Regions from separate parts of the Rattus norvegicus genome. Here region 2 is linked to region 1. A link is a contact called in public Hi-C data. All regions are on one chromosome and are shown on one strand. Each heading gives the region's core, a stretch centred on a gene start, on an enhancer-like site or on the middle of the called end of the contact. The rest is flanking DNA. Distances are from core to core; before and after follow the strand shown.

What was found. Hi-C and Micro-C count contacts between places; a contact is called where the count stands out from the background.
Region 2: a Hi-C map of Schwann cells shows a contact between it and region 1, with 8 times the contacts expected there. The contact joins two enhancer-like sites. A contact is called at or near these places in 6 of 12 Hi-C or Micro-C datasets (the Rat2 cell line, Schwann cells, frontal cortex and 3 more).

What each region holds. Positions count from the first base shown.
Region 1 is chr11:79,971,167-79,977,795 of GRCr8, forward strand. All of the region lies in intron 9 of Kalrn (kalirin, RhoGEF kinase), which reads left to right. Among named protein-coding and RNA genes, the nearest start is that of Kalrn, 210 kb to the left of the region's middle. Within about 2 kb of position 4,170, at least 2 of the 93 cell types and tissues checked have an H3K27ac peak or open chromatin away from gene starts, as enhancers often do. A contact at or near this core is called in Schwann cells, where this site is marked.
Region 2 is chr11:80,158,921-80,165,304 of GRCr8, forward strand. The region is part of intron 33 of Kalrn (kalirin, RhoGEF kinase); the gene reads left to right. Among named protein-coding and RNA genes, the nearest start is that of Umps, 150 kb to the right of the region's middle. Within about 2 kb of position 1,266, at least 9 of the 93 cell types and tissues checked have an H3K27ac peak or open chromatin away from gene starts, as enhancers often do. A contact at or near this core is called in Schwann cells, where this site is marked.

The DNA.
Region 1 (6,629 bases), core at 2,920-5,419:
GTAACCGGGTTTTAAAAGAAACCAAAATTCTCACTCGCTACCAGTGGGGCAGCATACTGGGGCCACTAGATTATTGATCAATGAAGCTGTGCTTTGACAACCGATTTAAAGCAAGGGCTGTCAATCGCTGTACATCTCACGGTCAGAGGTCACTTCCGGCTTTGTCTGTCTTCTCTGTGTTATTGTGCTAGTCTCCACTCATTCGTCGCTCTAGTAATAGTAAGATGATTCTTTCTGGCTGTAACAATATAGCCACGCCACCAATGCCCGCCCACTCAGAGGAAATTGCCCATTCTTTCCCCCTTACGTTTTCTGTTTTGGACTCTGGGGACCCTGGGAGCTTTGCCCAGAGGATCATACACTGAGAAGGAAAGCTGAGTAGAATCTGGACTCAAGATCAAGGCCAAGGTCATCTCCCTCTGCCTTTACTGGAGAGGCAGGGTGAGACACTCGGATGCAAATATTTTTGTCAGGCTCCATGGCCATGGCTGCTGAGGAATTTTGGTATCTGACCCAGGAGATGTCAGTTAACGTTCCTTCCATTCTCCTATGCTGTTGGGTGAGTCTAGTCAAGAAAGAGAAAGAGAGAGTGAGAGCCTGGGCACACGTCTTCACAGCTCCTGTTGACAAGAGTCTTCACAAGGTGCCCAAGGTGGACAGGCAGGATAGGGACGATGCTGACCACTGTTACACATCCTGGGAGCCAGAGGGGGGTTGGCATGAGTGCACAGGCCTCAGGCTTCCTCTTCCTTCTTGGGATCCCCTAACTCCTCTTTGGCACCCCCTTCCTGACTGACATATGATGGAGTCATCAGAAAGATACCTCAGTCTCCAAGGGGTGAGCACGGCTGATATGCCAATCGGCTCTGAGACCTGGGGCTGGCAGGAAAGGAGAAGCAGAGGAGTTAGCTGCCTGCTCAGGCCATCTGGAGCTGTCTAGATAAATTCGTCACCCTGAGCTCAGAGATCAGGGGAGCTGTCTGAGCTGCAAGTGAGAGAGAAGAGTGAAGTGCCAGCCCCACAGAGACCAAAGGTGGGTGTGGCCACATCCATAAACTCTCTGTGACTGGCCAAGGTGACGTTGGATACCAGTACAAGTGGGATAGTGTGTTGGGCTCCTCTTCCCCCTCCTGCTGCGACACAGGCAGGGCTCTGTGGAGCTACAGAACAGCTCTGGGGGTAGAAGCGTGTCCCACGTGACTCTCTTGGATCTGTAGTCATCAGACTTTCTTGTGGCCATGTGGCATCTCTCAGAGTGAGGAAGATGTAATGACAATGTGGCTATTCTACCACATCTGAAAAGTAAGTGCCTCAGTTTATCATATTGTCGGCACCATGGGAAGGCAGACAGAAGATTGGGAGATGAGTGGGGATGTTTCACAGTCACTGAGTTCTTAGAACGCTCAGCTCCACTCTTCTCTTTAGGGGGTGCAAAGGTGGCTTTTGAGAGCTTAAATGTTCAATGGCTCGCTCGCCGTCCCACTTGCTTCCTCATTGGCTTGCTAATTCTCTGCACGTTTAGACGTGCCTAGGTGGGAGAAAACTGAAGATAAGGCTGAGCGAACCTGCTGCCGAGTCTCAGGCCCCTGCCTGACATCCAGACCACCATTTGTGCTGGGGGATGTCTGTACTCACAGGCACGAGGGTCGGAGGGATGAACATAGGCTTCTGTCTCTTGACTCCCCGCCTATCATGAGCTTGTCCTTGATGGGGTCACGGACTACGCAAGTTATTTCCATGCTCCAGACTGGTGTGGAAGTTTGTATCTATAACCCTAGCACTTACGATGAAGAATTTTAGGCCATTGTACGCTGCATAGTGAATCCAAGGCCAGCTTGAGTTAAGTGAGGCTCAGTTTCAAAAACTGGAGTCTTGATAACATACTTGTCATCGAATCCCATCATCATTTAAAAATCATGCATCTCGTTCATTTCAGTCTATTCAAAAACAGAGATCAGGATTTCTTTCTGAGTTCTTTATAGCTTTCGTTAAGCCGGGGTTCTCTTTATGCTTGAGAGATTGACCTGGAATTATCAGAAGGCCCTCCCCTTGCTTCTATCAAGTGACTACTTGGTCCTCCCTCACCCATGCAGTAGGTATCACAGCCAAGGGGACTGTGATAGAACAGCTTCGAGTTCTTGGTGTTCATGGCTCAGTCTGAGGACACGGGGATGGAATCTCAGTGCCCATGGGTGTGTGATGCTCATGATTATCCAAAAAGTTCCGGTCTCTTCCGTGGGCCCTGAACTAAACTACATACCGGTGAGACACCAGGCTAGTTCATTAGAAAGACACAGGGAAATAAAAAGCACAGGTCTACCATAGCAAGCCCGGCAATGTGCAGGGTGGCTGAGTACTACTGCAACACTTTCAGGCAAAGGAGTGAGGGTCAGGATTGGTGTCTTAAAGAAAGAGAGTTTTCTGAAGCCTACACATAGTCTGGACCCAGGATAGGTAAGCACACTTGGGATCCACAGACGTTTTCTCAGAAGCCTGCATGGGAGGCTCATGTGCAGGCACCATCAGGCGGGGCAAAGCAGAATGGTAGACACCAGAGCATGGGCTCAGGAGTCGGTGAATCCTGTTTTCAACATGTCTGATCTCTGTGACCAGCAGAATACAGACAACCCACTGCATCCCATGATGCTTCTGGGCTTCCCCCTCCCCGACTCCTAAATCAGAATTGATAACAATGGCACCCTCCTCTAGACACAGAATCAAACACAGTAGCTGCCTATCACATAATCACATTCTCTCTTCATGGTCCTCGGGTGCCCCCTGGTGCTTGTGCTGTTGGGGACTCCCCAACACCTGCTGTGTTAAGTTGGCTGATAAAGGAGTCCATTCCGTTCAGTGACTAAATCTCAAAGCTCAATAGAGCCAGTAATCAACATAGCCAGGCGAACTAACTATACAGTGGGGGGAATCTAATCCCAGCAATGTCAAGTGACTTGGTTATAACCACACGGCTAGGTTATGGTAGGGTCAGGAGCAGAAAGTAGATAGTCTAGTCCACATTCCAGTAGCCTTAGAAAAGGCTCAGGAGAGACACAAGAAGTTAGAAAATAAGATCAGGGAGACAGAAGGATGCACATTACACAGGGAAGACAGACCACACACCCCAGGCAGAGACACAGATTGACAGGCAGTGAGTAAAGAAAGAGGAAAACAGACTTAAAGATGGATGTCATTAGGGCAGGTGAAGCTGCAGAGGGAAGAAACAATGCAAGATGCCGACAGAAGAAAGCGTCAGAGTCTCCTAGTGGGATGACGAAAAGTGTGCCAAGCTCTGCCTGTCTGTCTTCTTGCCCCAGTGCCATTTCTGGAGTTAGATCTTTCCCCAGGAGAGTATTTTGCCCTTTTAGCCTTGAAATCATTGGGAAGCAGAGAAAGATGTCAGTGGGAGAGATTCCATTAACACTTGAGTCTAAGACTGACCCGGTTCCCTTCCCTCGCTCCTGACAGGTGAGTCCTCAGCTTGCTTTCTCCCTGCTAGGTTGTGGGAATGTTGGGAATTTGGCTTACAGGTAAAACTGGAATTTAGATTCATTAACTGAAGAAAGAGAATATTGCTAGCTATTTTGTCAGTGTGCTTTTTTTTTTCATTTTTTCCCCTTCAGCTTAGCACAGAACCATATTGCGCAACAGCCATAAAAGCAGTCCCTGTCAGCATCAACCATTCTCTACCTTGTGACTTTTATGGTCCTGTAACTCTTCTGGCTTCCTGTGTATGCAAAAGCCCTCGTATGTAGACCTCATATGGTTGGAAAGAACCGGGAGTAACTTGTGACTAGATGTCTATTCTTTCTGGGAGAACTGAATTGCTTGTGTATTTTCTTAGTCAGAAAAAAACTATTTTCAGAGCAACCCAGGAGGTCAACTTGTTCTGCCTCCCTTTCTTCCTTGCCTGTTTTTTGTTTTGTTTAGTGACCCTACAGTGTTTTTTGGACTGTCTACTTATGCTAGAAGTTTAAAGCCCCTGCCCCTGAGAAGACATATCACATTAGGACTTATTAGCGTCACACGACCAGAAAGCAAAGGGTGGAGTCCAGCATAGAGCTCCCCCTGGTGGTGGGGTGAGAGTTGCACTGGTCCTTGGTGCATAAGCAGAGTTTGGAGCAGTGTTCTTAGGAAGGTCAGAGTGCAGAGAGCTAAACCATCTACAGGCAGAGCAGAGAGAGGAAGTCTGGCTGATGCCCACTGCTGGCTGGAAGATGTGTGGTGTGTTCACGGTGGTGTGAGTGGGGAACTAGCACCTTTGAGGCTCCTATGCCTCCCTTTGAAAAGAATATCTTGTTTTTAAACGGTCTATTCCCGTAAGCTAATGGGAGTGGCATCAAGATGTTCTGAGCTGACGAAAAGTATTATTAGCACCAGACTTCCTGAGCTGCATGGGAATCTTCCTGCATTAATTTTCCTGGGGCCTCATGTGGAAAATTATAGATTTTACTTTGTTGATTTTGTTTGCCAAAAAACAAAATGCCTGAAAGAGAATTGTGAGTATTTTTTAATTACAGATAATCAATCATTCGTTAACTGTAGTGACTATAACTCCCTAATCAGACTACGTGAGTTTAGCCATTGAATAATCCAATTGGCAATATTATGTAGTAAAAGGTGAGCATTGTAGGTTGCCTTGAAAATGGTCAGCAATAACAACAACAATAACAACAAAAAGTGACCCAAACATGATGAGTCTGGAAACGAACTTTTCCTATACAAGGAGAGATTAAAGTCTAAGAACAAGAGGCTCGCACACCTTGTGCACACAATCAGATCTTAGAGCACACAGATGAAGAGCTGTCATATTAGATTAGAAATGGACTGTTTTTATGCTAAGAGCGTTGGGAAGAAAGTCAAATATCAAAGAAAAGATTAGTTCCAACTCTTGAGACTAAATTATCTATAAAAGGACATTGTTCAGAGCTCAGGATTCGCCATCTGCAGGGGGAAATATGATTGGACATCTAATCCCTTCACTCGCCTTTTCCTATTTAATCCCAACACCGTGAGGTAGGTGGCAGTTTGGTCTCCATCTTTCTGAGAAGGAAATCGAGGCATAGACAGGTTAAGCCAACTCACTTCTGATCCAACACCTAATGGCAGATTATAGCCTCCAACCCAGGTCTACCTGAAGTAGAGCTCATGCTGTTGGCCTACACTTCAGAGCTGAGGGGGGAGGGGAGAATACAACACGCCCAGGCCTAGGGGTAACCATTTAGTGTGGAATGTCACTGTTCAAAGGAGCCCTGGGAGAGGACTTGGTTCCACAGGATGAGATTTACTGACAGCCTGAGACTGATCCTCAAACTCTCTGTGCCACAAAAACAGCCACACTCATTCCCTGCCGCCTTTCCTTGTGTCCCATCGTTTAAGAATCCCTCTCTATACCTCCTTATGGGTAAAACAAATTACCCTAAAATACCCACCCCCGGTTCTCATTTTTCACAGCCTGTGATGTTAACTCAGCCTTGCTGGTTCTGTCCTTTGTAGCACATATTTGAATAAAACCCACTTGCCTGTGGCAATTAATTAGCACTTTAAAATTTCTCACTTAAATTTTTAATGGCGATCATCCACTCATTTAGACATTTTCAAGTACAAAACACACGATTCCTTAGGCAGAACGAAATCCCAGCCAGAGTACCAGGAGGCTTAGCTGAGTGTGCCAAAGGAAGGCGGGAAGGTGGGCAGTAGCTTTGTGACTGGAGTGAAGGTAGGGGGACCACTCCCTTCTCTCTGTGTTCTCACATTATTGGGCATGCTCCATCTTCTCCCTAGGAGGAGGGAGTGGGTGCCACTGCTCTCTCCATTCTCTTGGACGCTGCTGGTTAGATGCTGGCTGCTTTCATGTTCATACCCTTCTTCCCGAGATTTCCATGCTCCTCTTGTACCTGCTTTCTCTGGAACCCATTTTTCCATCCTATACCTGCCCTCTACATCCTTCTCTCTGTGTGCTTTGTTTCTTGTTCCTACTACAGCCCTCTCCCTCGGTGTTGTCTTGCATGCGCTCGTGCGTGCGTGTGTGCGTGCGCGTGCGTGCGTGCGAGCGTGTGTGTTAGTGAAAACTGCATCCTGACTGAAAAGTGATCCTCCAAAGATGATGACCTTGCAAGGCAGGTCTAGCACTTCCCTGTCTGTTTGGGAAGTCTGTCAGAGTGTGGGAGATGATGAGAGGGGTCACTGACCCCTTTACACTTCCCTACGAGCGGTTTACATCTTTAATGTCTTCAATATATTTTTAGTTATGTTCACAAGTAATGAAAGTCACTCTTCAGCATCACTTCTGGGCCTTAACACACTGATTCTAGAGCCCTGGGCACCAGGCTAATCAGTTCATGTTGTTACTAATAGAAGGATTCTGAGCAGAGGTGAAACAAAATCAGAGTGAATGTAGGTCTTCTGAACTGGGAAATAACTTAAGTGGGCTGGGGTATAATAGGGACACACGTGCAGGGGGTCATAGTAACAGGGTGTGGCTGGGCTCTAGGTCTGAGTCCGTTACTGTAAAAAATGCTTCCCAGTACTGTCCATTTCTTTAATAGAAACAAAGACTTCCTTCCTCCCAAGCGCATGTGCCAGTGCCCGAGCTCTCCACCCCATCATTCTGAAGTGACTGTGCACCAGCA
Region 2 (6,384 bases), core at 16-2,515, 180 kb after region 1:
AGCTGTAGGTTGTTCCATTGTTGAAATAGCACCATAGAAAGGGAAGAAATCGAAAAGTTAATAATCACTATGAAACTAGGCATAATAGTACACACCTTTAATCCCAGTACTTGGGAAGCAGAAGCAAGTGGATCTCTGAGAGTTCAAGGCTTTGTCTACATAGTGAGTTCCAGGACAGCCAAAGTCTAGGCTATATAGAGAGACCCTGTCTTTAACAAAATAAAAGACAAACAAAAAAATATCCACCATAAAAATGATAGTTCAGTAGCTGAGTCAGAATATAGTCTTATGGTATACATACATGCACAAATCATCTAAAATGTGGGGCGTGTCCTGTGTCTTAAGTGTTGAAGTCTGTGGAAGTGCAAACCCCCCTGTCAAGATGTCTGTCAAAGAATGTAGACATGTTAGGATATAGGAACCATGACCTCCAGGAGAAAGGAGGAGTGGAAAACGATCTCAGGAGGGATGGTGCCATCATCGAGTCCAGGAGCAGAAATAACCAAGACCTATACAAGGCATCATCCGGAAACCAAGTAGAGAAAACATTTGGAGAGGTAGAAGCCAAACAAGTTGGGAGTGTGAGGAAACCCAGGATTCTGGGATGTGCTGACAGACCAGAGGCCACATGTAAAGTGACTGTACATTCTGAAATGAGTAGTCATAGCAGCCCATAAAGCGGAACTTGCAAAAAGGCTTCAGTTGGCAGTGAGGACTAAGGTTAGCACGCGGCTGGCTGGCAGACAGAAGAAAGAGTTTTAGTAATTTACAATGCTGTCATATCATATATAACTATCTCAACTAGTTTGTCCAAATGTATTTTGAGATCTGGGTGGGTAGGTGGTTAATCCAGGATAAGCCATAGTGGGACATGTAGGACAGAGGAGGGAGAGGAGGAGGGCGAGGAGGAGGAGGGGGAGAAGGAGGAGGAGAAACATCACCACCACCACCACCACCACCACCACCACCACCACCACCACCACCACCACCACCACCACCACCCCTGGTGCACACTGTGCTGGAAGGGCACACAGGCGAGAACCAGGAATCCTGGATCACGCTTGCTAGGGTTCTAACCAGACCCTACAAGTTGCCTTAGTCTCTGGTTGCTCGTTTCCTAATTAGGAATTCCTTCCAAGAAACAGTACATACCAGCTGTGATACACAATGCCTTCCTTGTGGTTTCTGCCTAGACTAGAGGTGTACTCGGAGGACTCTTTTCAGAGCCTGCCTTAAGCTAAGTTGGTGGTTTCCTTTTCTAACTCCTAGCTGTTGCTGCTCTCTAGTGGCCAACAGTGCCTGCCAAGAAGGTCCAAATAGTAAGGCCGGGAGGGGAAGGTGGAGCTTCACTTTACAGGCATGCAGACTAGGGAGAAGTAGCCTAGGGTGTCTGGAGGGAGTGTGACTGTACATGCAGAGTAGAACAGGAGGGGAGATGGTGATCAGAAAGGGTCATCTCGAGAGCCCACATCTGAACATCTGAGGCTTGGTCACAGTCTGCCTCTTGAAAACAATTACTTCTGGTCTTCGGCCTGGTTTCCTCTGACATTCAGCTTTCTAGCGTCCTGTGACAGTAGACTCTTTGCATGGTTGTCTAGAGGCATTCAGAGAAACTCACAGCTTTCGCCCTTCTCTCTAATCTCAGGTTTCTCCCACCCACCCCTGCTCCCTCCTCTGAAGGTCAGCAGGAGTCTTCACAGACTTTCTCTTTCCTGTGATGCGGGAAATTTCCTCCCACAGACACAATCAGAGCCGTGGCGCAGGCAGCCTTGTTCAAGTTCAAGGCTTGCTGGGATGGCCTCTCTCCTGACAGGATTGTCACTCCATGGGTGAAGGCTCTGCCTGCTTGGCCCACCTGGGCCCTATCTCTGTTGATAACTTGTGTGGGCTCTCCAAAGGCAAAGAAGTTCAGAAGGAAATGGGGAGTAGGAGCCCCTCCCCTTAACACTCGTACTAAACGTCAGGTCTGTGCTCTCTGAAGCCTGGGAGAGGCGGCGATAAAGAACAAGCAGTAGGTGCACATAAAAATAATAAATATGTTTAAAGATAGAGAATAAGTCAGTCAGTGGTGGCACACGCCTTTAATTCCAGCACTCGGGATGCAGAGGCAGATGGATCTGAATTTGAGGCCAGCCTGGTCTACAGAGTGAGTTCCAGGTCAGCCAGGGCCACACAGAAACCCCGTGTCAAGAAAACAAACAAACAAACAAGCAAAAAAGCAAAAAGAAAAAAAAATTGAACACTTGTGAGTGAGGAACACACAGACATGAGACCAGGCCACTTTGAAGACGCCTGTGGAAAGCTCTGATCTGGCCCTGGATGTCCAAGAGCAGAATGAGTCTCCCTCCGAATTTTGGAGGAGTTCACCGTTGTCTTTGTTTTACTGTAGCTTTTGAAGTCTGCCTCCCTGGAGCACTTGATTTGTTGTGTCTCACCTGACTCCTCCTCCTCTGGGCACAGAAGGCTTTGGGGTGGTCTTTTATAAAATATTTCCTAGTGCTGTGCTCCAGGGTGGGCTTTTAATTCTTCCTATCAGCCTCTTGAAACATCGGGTCAGCTTAACTGTTCTTGCTCTTCAACTGCGGGAAATCTTCTTCTACATAAGAAGTCTCTCTAGAACTGGTTTGATCATTTCTCTCATATTTTAAATCTTCTGTTTTCCATCCTTTATGTCCTTCTCCTACCACCTCAGAACCCGTCCTTGGCATTGTCAGAATTCTAGCACATTATGGGCTGCTTCATTTCCACTGGGATAGTCTATTTCCATGGACACGATACCCTCTTTTAACTCTCCCAGGCAAGAACCATGCTGTAGTGGGTCCTGCTTATATGTGGCTTCGTGTGTGTTCCAGGTCCTCCATATTTGCCTGTTTTAGCCTCTGTTGGGCGTCTCTGAAGCTGAGGGTTCGTGTACATGAGGTACACCAGGTTCGTACTAAGGAGCAGGACTGTTGTCTGCGGTGTCGTTGTGATGTGCTTTGGTAGAGACTCTCTCGATGTCAGTATTTGCATATCTCTAAGTCCTCTGGCTTCTTCAATAAACAATTGCCAGATCTATCCAAAATGTGTCTGTTTGGCTGCTAGTATTCTGGGAGCTGAGAGGAAAACAGTAGTAGCCATTCTCCACTTCTGTATGTAGACCTGCATTGAATTTCAACTTTCCAGAACAAGGTGAACAAGATAGAAAGCAGGTCTAAGGATCTCTACAGACTATTAACCCATCCGCCTGCCTTACCTCCATGTGTATTCATATCCACACGTATTCATGCTCACATACACCCACACATGCACACATACACAATGCCACCTGGTGCTTCTACTTGCTAAGCCTGTCAGGGGCTATGCAAAGCTAACTGATTGGCAGGAAGCTGTATTTCACCTCTCTGTTCTACCACGTCAGATAGTCCCATTGTATATACTTTCTGCCATTCAGAAAGTAAAACATGATGAAAACAGGTTGGCCTCTCTTAAACACGGTCACCTTTATGATCTCCTATTCTCTTTATTCTTATAGGTAATCACCCTTATGTAATTTTTGTCAAGTTTACAGGTTAGCAGAGTTATAGACAAATCAGAAAAGGTGAGATGATTTATAAGGAGAAGGGTCTCAGGACAAAGGAGACAGTGGTGGAAACAGACAGGCAGCCAGCAGTAGCACTCACCACTGCAGCCAGTGGGAGCACTCAGCACTGCAGCCAACTGGAGCACTCACCACTGCAGCCAGTGGGAGCACTCACCACTGCAGCCAGCGGGAGCACTCAGCACTACAGCCAGCGGGAGCACTCACCACTGCAGCCAGTGGGAGCACTCACCACTGCAGCCAGTGGGAGCACTCACCACTGCAGCCAGTGGGAGCACTCACCACTGCAGCCAGCGGGAGCACTCAGCACTACAGCCAGCGGGAACACTCAGCACTGCAGCCAGTGGGAGCACTCAGCACTGCAGCCAGCGGGAGCACTCAGCACCGCAGCCAGCGGGAGCACTCAGCACTGCAGCCAGTGGGAGCACTCAGCACTGCAGCCAGCGGGAGCACTCAGCACTGCAGCCAGCGGGAGCACTCAGCACTGCAGCCAGTGGGAGCACTCAGCATTGTAGCCACTCTGCTTTGCTACATATCAGGCATCAATTCATGAGACACATTCACAGGTGTGCTCAGTAGATATTCATTCAGGATACGCTTCATGCCAGGCATCGCTCTATACTCGGGACATGGACAAATTTAAGCACAGATGACTCCGACTCAACTTGATGATGCAGGTGTAGGTGGCGAATGATACAGCGCATTAATGAAAAGTGCTCACGGTGATTAAACAGGACTGCTTTCCACCATGAATGCAGAAGCAGTCTACTCGGGGAATGCTGAAGCTAGTGGGCCCTGAGTCCAACTTCTTCTCCTAAGAATGAGGATCCGGGTCTGGAGAAGGAAAAGGAGAGAGGCTGTGTCATGTAGAACGAGCCCTGTACAGTTCTGAGGCCTCCCAGTTCCCCTTCCCATGTTCTTCCAGCTATTAATTACCTTGTGGTCCGTGAGGCCTTCGACGCCATGAAGCCCCTTAAGCCCTGTAGAAAACGAGATGAAAAAGCTCCTTCTATCACCCAGTGAAGCACACAGAGTAAGCACATCACGAATTGTAGACTCTTCATTGGACCTGGCATCTCCCTGGGCAACCATGCAAATCCCAGAGCTGTGTGATAATATTCCTAAGGCCTAATGCTGCCTTTCCCATTTGCTTGACATTATAACCAACTCAAGATAAACCACAGCAATAAATTGTAAAATGACTTCATTTCTGAAGAGCTCATCTGAATTTCCGGGTATCACAGCTCCTGGGTTTAGCGGCATTCTGAAACCACCTTGTGGAGGCCTATGATAATACTTACATGCCCCCCAAAGCTTCTGGGGGGCCTGCCCACCCACTCCCCTTTTCCCAACAACTAGTATTCCTTCTTAGAGTAGCTGCAGTTTTTCCTCCTAGTTACACTCGTTGGTTTGTTTCCCCGTGCTATCGTTACTTTTGTTTCAAAACTAATGCGATCGTTACTTTTGTTTCAAAATTAATGGGTAGGTGAGAAACACTGGACAGGACTGGAAGAAAATGGAAGCAGATGGGAAATTACCTCAGGGCTATGCTCTGCAAAGCCAAGGCTAACACTTTCATCAGCTCCTATGAATAATGATGTTCGTCCCTTAACCGTCTGTGCAACTTTATATACTGTTCTTGGTTTGTTTGTACTTACATAAGATACACAGTTTTGATGCTATTCCAAAGCTTTGTAAGTATCTGATGGCTGAGACCAGTGTGGTGGCACATACCTGTAATACCAGCACTCAGGAGGCAGAGTCAGGCAGATCTCTGTGAGTACAAGTCCAGCCTGGTCTATATAGCAAATTCCAGAGCAGCCAGAGCTACACAGCAACACCCTGTCTCTTGAACAAAACACCGAATTTACTTTTGGCTGAGACCTGGCTCACCAATTAAGAGTACTCATTGTTCTTGCAGAAAACCCAGGCTTAATTCTAAGCCCCTACAAGGTGGTTCACAACCATCCATAACTCTAGTAACCCAGAAGCACATGACACAGGCACACATGTAAGCAAAGCATTCATACACATAAAATAAAACACATTTTTAATTAAAACTTTTAAAAATCTAATGGCTGGAGCTGGGCAGTGCTAGCACGTGCCTTTGATCGCAGCACCTGGGAGGCAGAGAGAGAAGGATCTCTGTGAGTTCAAGGGCAGCATGGTCTACAGAGCGAGTTCCAGGACAGCTACACAGAGAAACCCTGACATGAAAATAGGGAGCTGGAGAGATGGCTCAGCAGTTAAGGGGACCTGGGTTTAATCCCCAGCACCCACATGAAGGCTCACAACCATCTATAACTCCAATTCCATGGGCTCTAATACCCTCACACAGACATATATGTAGGCAAAACACCAATCAACATTCATAAAGCAAAAATAAATAAATAGATAAATAAATAAATAGTAGATATATAATATAATGGCCGCTTAATTCATCATTCACTCACTGGATGTATCATAACGACTTACCCATTCTCCTCTTGAACTCTTACGTTTTAGTTTTAAGGATACTGTTTGTGTTACTCTTTTAGAAGGTTGCTGATGTACATATCTTCACACTCAGAGCCACAGAAGTGCACTGGCATGTTACTTCAGTGGTGGCTAAATGTACACATGTGCCACTGGAAGGGACTTGCTTTGAGGCATTTCTGGTAGAGGCATTGCCTAACTAAATGCTTCTGCCCTCTGCTGGTGGGATCCAGGTGGCTTAGCAGGAAGTTTGGAGAAAGCCTTTGGGCAGGGCCTGATGGGATTGAGTGCCCTTGAAACTTTGCCAAGTAGGCGTGCTCCACCTCACG